2 separate regions of the Mus musculus genome follow, and region 1 is linked to region 2. Evidence: chromatin contacts called from public Hi-C data. All regions are on one chromosome and are shown on one strand. Each heading gives the region's core, a stretch centred on a gene start, on an enhancer-like site or on the middle of the called end of the contact. The rest is flanking DNA. Distances are from core to core; before and after follow the strand shown. Region 1 overlaps Opcml (opioid binding protein/cell adhesion molecule-like). Region 2 has its middle 9.6 kb from the start of Gm30791.

Region 1 (2,857 bases), core at 15-2,514, 720 kb after region 2:
CTCCTGCTTGTAGACATCCGCTCTGCATATCGTTTTGTTATCTTAACATTACTTATATTTTACAGCCTCCTCAGCAATGCCCTTTGTTAGCCACTAAGCTTCATCTGAATAACCGCTTCTCTCCCTTGAGCCTTGTACTTCATGCCGCACCATGAGTGGTTAAATCTTATTTACTCCAGGCATGCATTTAACTCTGCATTTACAGCCCTACACTTCCTGTTCCATCTGGACCATCATCACCTCTCCAAAGCACAAGTAGATGGGCTGCACAGTGTAGGTTGGCCACAAACCTTTGGTTGATTTTTGACTTCCCAGGCCTTTGTCAGAACCATAAAGTTTAAAGATACATAGAAAATTCTTAATGGGCCCAGCAACCCATTTTACATCTATAACCTGTAATTTGTTCAAAATTATGTTGGCCTATTAATATCTTGCTTTGTGTTACACCTTGGGTTAGCTGGCATTAATGGTTGGGTTCTGACAGAGAATGACCTTTCTAGGAGAATTGTGCCCACAATTCCTGATTTTGATTTGAGCGTTTAGTATTTTTCTCTATACCTTGATTATGAATCATGATTCATTTAATTAAAATCCACTTTTGGAGACAAAAGAAATCAACAATCTGAGAAAAGAGAAATGCTGCTCTCGGAGTTCTTCCCCTTGAGTGAGTGCCCTGGTTTTCTTAAGGCATTTGCTGAAGGCATTTTGGGCCTTTTCACCAAAAATAAAAAGGAATGCCAGCTGAGTCACAATCTAGATTGGCTCAAATCTTGGACATGTTTTACTTTCAATGTTTTTCCATTTCAGCAGCACTATGAGTTCTTGTTTTAATTACCATATGCATCTATGTATACTTTCAAAGCGTAAAGAGGCAGCATGCCAAAACATCACAGAATGGAAGGATGCCCAAGAAATTGGGAAATATTGCTAACTAACTTGTCGTATAAAAATCCTTCATCTTTCTCTGGAATCCTATGAGTGTAGAGTGAATTCTCTTTAAGTAACTAAATATTTGGATGCTTGGGTGATCAGACTCCAAACTCTATGAGGTTCGCAGCTCTTCTCCCTAATCTCCATCTCATGGAGGGAAGGAGGGTCAAGTGGTGGTAGTTCTTCTGCATTCTGGGTAACGCCTGCACTCAGTCAATCTGCCACAGAGGAGCTTCGTGAACAGATTGTTAATTTCCCCCTTTCTCCCTGAATAGCACTGTGCCTTCTGGCAGGAAGCGGCATGTTCCATCCATCCACACTCTCTCACCTGTGGACAGGAGAAGCTCTCTAATCAGCGCCCGCTTTTTGCCCCACTGGGCTGTGACTGAGCAGGGAGACCAAGCTCTGTGCAACTTGCTAATTGTCTCAGCCTGTAACTCTTAAATGATGAAAAAGATTAAAAGGGAAGGAAAACAGCTATTATATCTCTTTCTTGAAAAAACTTTCCCCGTGAAAGGCTCATTAACATCATTAGTGTTCCATTAACCTCTAGCCAGACAAATAAGCTGGAGGTAATTTCAGAGCATGGGGAGAAAGAGAGAGTGAGGAATTTTTAAATTATCCGGGGGTAGGTGACATTTCCCAGCTACCTCAAATGAACACTTGGACAGACACCAGCGACTTTAACTTACGTCATGACAGCCCGGCACTGGGGGATAGCCAAGACTGTGGCTGGTAGGCAGGTCTGTAGGTGATAGCAAGCAGGGAGATTCATTGATTGGAACACAATGAAATTCATTTTAACATGGCAACATGTAAAGTCTTATGAAGGAACACTGTGTGGAACAATACAAAGTGAAAAATATCTACTCCAATATAATGCTCTACTGTTGAAGAAAACATCTTTACCTTGCTGTTTTCCACTTAGATTTTCTGTTATTCAAATCCGTACCTCCATGTCTGTCCCTCCTTTGATCCAACTCTCACAAAATCTGCCACAAACCAGAAAAGTGAATGCAAACCATTGTTGAGTCTCTTAGTCTTCCAGAGGCTTTCTAATATAGAGAGAACAATTTTTAAGATGGAGGGAGACTTGAGATTTTATTTTTTAACCAATCTGAATGTGCCGTGTAGATTTTTGGTGATAGCAGTCTCCCCCTCTGTTTAAGTGTTCCAGATGATGTGTAAAGGTTGTTCAGTGCACAGAGCTCCAGTGATCCTATAATAAGACTAGATTGATATATGTTTAAAATGCCTGCTTAATTTAGAAAACCACAAATTGCCGTTTAAATATAACAACAATGTGGCTTTATTGCTAATTTGAAATATCAAAATTATTCTCATTAAGATCTTACTTGTGCACTAAAATATGAGAAATTATGACGATAATCCAACAGGCCATTTCCTCAGCAGCTTCTGCTCAGCTTTTTCTCAACTACCCAAGGATGTGCTGGATCTCCACTGTGAGCTCTGAGCAATACTCTACCCTCTACTGGTTCATCCTCTATGGCCATCAATTTGTCTGATTTAGAGAGATGTCAAGGTTTCTATCTGCAACACACACACACACACACACACACACACACACACACACACACACACATATACACACTTTAATAGGCAAAGTTAAACTCACACTAATGTTTAGAAGAGTCCCCTCCCTGCATAGTATATGTTTAAGAGATTGTCTGGTTCCCTAAGTAATTCTCCTTGGCTGCAGAGTTGTTTAAAATTTTAATCTTTCAGGAAATTTTTAGTTCATAGCAAAATTGAGCAGAAAATAGAGAGGTTTCCTCCCAGATTTTCTATCTCACACATGCAGAGACCCAATTATTTTTATCCCCCAATCAGAGTAGTTTATTTCTTATAATTGATGAACCCACAATGTCACACTACCCTCCAAAGTTCATGGTTTATGTAGAAGTCC
Region 2 (2,793 bases), core at 197-2,696:
GGTGGCCTTTTTGTCTTATTGACGGTGTCTTTTGCCTTGCAGAAGCTTTGCTGTTTCATGAGGCCCCATTTGTCAATCCTCGATCTTAAAGCACAAGCCATTGCTGTTCTATTCAGGAATTTTTTCCCTGTGCCCATATCTTCGAGACTTTTCCCCACTTTCTCCTCTATAAGTTTCAGTGTCTCTGGTTTTATGTGGAGTTCCTTGATCCATTTAGATTTGACCTTAGTACAAGGAGAGAGGAATGGGTCGATTCGCATTCTTCTACATGATAACAACCAGTTGTGCCAGCACCATTTGTTGAAAATGCTGTCTTTTTTCCACTGGATGGTTTTAGCTCCCTTGTCGAAGATCAAGTGACCATAGGTGTGTGGGTTCATTTCTGGGTCTTCAATTCTATTCCTCCTTTCCTTTCTTTTCTTTGTTCTCCTCCTTCTCCTCCTCCCCCCTCCTCCTCCACTCCTCCTCCTTTTCCTCTCCCTCCCCTCCCTCTTCCTCCCCTCCCTCTTCCTCCCCTCCCTCTCTCTCCCTCCCCTTTCCTTCCTCGTCCTCCTTTGTGAACACAGGGGATACAAACTCTGGTCTTCATGTTTGCTCAGCAAACTCTTTAGTGAACAAGCCATCACCCTAGTCTCAGAGAGACACCTTAAACACTTTTCTTTTACATTCCTGGGGGATCGCTGTAGGCCTTATGCATGCTGGGCAAGCACTGTACCACTGAGCTGCATGCCAGCCTAAGAAGAGACCTTTCTGCCCCCCGTTATCCACTCTTAAGGCAGTGTGCCCCCTAAGTCTGTAGAGCTGATTGGGGAGTGAGAGCAATACTTCACACAGCCTGTAGGACACTCCGGAGGAAACAGGTAACCACTCCTACAAGTGTCTCAAGTTGGATTGGAATCTGTTGCTAGGATGCTGATGGTACACAGATTTGCTTTTCTCTCAGAGGTCTCGGGTCATGCAGTTTCTCAACCGAGTTCTGTTTCCAGGAAGCACGTGGCTAAGGTACAAGGGTTCTAATGAAGGAAGTCAGTGTACCTCTTGGAGTTACAAGTACATAAGGTGGTGTGGGTTTGGAGCTGGGAAGGTCAGTGGTGTTTCTGCATCATTCCTGGTGTAGAAACAGCTAACTTAAAAGGAAGGACCTGGAGTCCAAGGCTGAGATGATGACAGGAGCATGTGAGGTTCCATGTAGCCACCAGGATGCCTGACGAAGCAGACAGCCCTTCTCTTCTGGACCTTCTATAGTTCCTAAGTTCACCAAAGCCTTGCCCTGAACCCCTTCCTGTCAATTCTGGAGACATTTGAATAATGAATTCTGTTTAAGACTGAAAACCTCGAAGTTCCATCTGTAACAAGACTCGAAATAATTACAGCTGATGATTGCCTAGTACTCTCAGCCAGAAAAAACAGAACAGCTTTTGGCCGCCAGCAATTACAAGCGGCACCGGCTTTAGCAGAGACAGAACTTTTAAATGAATACATGAATACATTGCTGAAGATCAGAAGGCAAGAGAGTGAAGAGGTGGGGGTGGGGGGGGGAAATGAGTTGGCAAAAATGGAGTGACTTCACTCACTACAGGAGGGAAGAACAGAGGGGGGAGAAAGAGAGAGAGAGAGAGAGACAGAGAGAGAGAGAGAGAGAGAGAGAGAGAGAGAGAGAGAGAGAGAGAGAATGAGAAACCAAACTTTTGCCCATTATATTTTAACTTTCTATAATGGCAGAAAGAGTTGGCTTAATATAATGGCAGAAAGAGTTGGCTTAGAGTGACATCTTAGAGGCTCTGTAATTCTGTATTTTAGGCCATTTTCTAACGGTTAAGTTGTATTCTCACCAAGAGGAAGAGTGAGGCCGTTTGATTGCCATAAATATGGTTTGGGTTTCAGAACTTGGTGTTTCATAGAGACCTGAGCTCAAGTGCAATTCACCGCAATGGCTCTGTTGCTTTGTCAGCCACTCCAGCGCTCTGAGCCCTGTTCAGCATTCTTGTCTGCGAATCCCTTCCCAGCTGTTCTCACGGGAACTAAGTAGGTCAACTTCTATGAAGTGGTTGAACTGCCGCCTGGAATAAAGTCTTCAGCTAGAGAACTCCTGTCTCAGAAGAACCTGCGCTTCTTCCCTGTTGGTCTCCCCGCCTCTACCTTCAGTCCTCTCTCACATTGGTTGAACCTGTCTGACCTTTCCATCGATTGAAGGGAACCAGAGTAGTCATGACTCTTTCAAACGATGACCACCAGTATATCAATCAGGACTCCTCAGAGACAGATGGGTGATATATGTTTATAGATATATGAGAAGCAATTTATTGAGGGATGTGGCTCACATGATTATGATGGCTAAGTCCCATGACAGGGTATCTGTGAGCTAGAGACATGGGGATGCTGGAAGCCTGGCTCAGAAAACCAAAGGCTTAAGAACCTTAGTTACTATGATAATACATGGAGCAAAACCAAATTGGGGGATCAGGGCTTTATTGTCTTACAGGTTACAGTTCATCACCAAAGGAAACCAGGAAACCTGGAGACAGGGGCTGAAGCAGAGACCATGGGGGAAAATTACTTACTGGCTTGTTCTCCATGAGGACAACTCCTTTTCATGCAAAGCCCAGATGAGTCTGCCTAGGAAGATCACTGCCCTCAGTGACCAGGGACCTCCTATGTTAATTAGCAATTAAGACAATGTTTCCCTGCATACGCCATAGGTCAATTGGTCCAGGCAATTATCTGATTTGGTTCCATTTCCCCAAATGACGTTAGTTTGTGTCAAGGTGACAAACACTAGCCAATATAATGCTT

What was found. Hi-C and Micro-C count contacts between places; a contact is called where the count stands out from the background.
Region 1: a Hi-C map of cerebral cortex shows a contact between it and region 2, with 2.1 times the contacts expected there. The contact joins two enhancer-like sites. A contact is called at or near these places in 3 of 484 Hi-C or Micro-C datasets (cerebral cortex and cortical neurons).

The regions. Positions count from the first base shown.
Region 1 is chr9:28,225,172-28,228,028 of GRCm38.p6, forward strand. The region is part of intron 1 of Opcml (opioid binding protein/cell adhesion molecule-like); the gene reads left to right. Among named protein-coding and RNA genes, the nearest start is that of Gm39313, 170 kb to the right of the region's middle. Within about 2 kb of position 1,265, at least 10 of the 459 cell types and tissues checked have an H3K27ac peak or open chromatin away from gene starts, as enhancers often do. A contact at or near this core is called in cerebral cortex and cortical neurons, where this site is marked.
Region 2 is chr9:27,507,930-27,510,722 of GRCm38.p6, forward strand. No RefSeq gene overlaps it. Among named protein-coding and RNA genes, the nearest start is that of Gm30791, 9.6 kb to the right of the region's middle. Within about 2 kb of position 1,447, at least 6 of the 459 cell types and tissues checked have an H3K27ac peak or open chromatin away from gene starts, as enhancers often do. A contact at or near this core is called in cerebral cortex and cortical neurons, where this site is marked.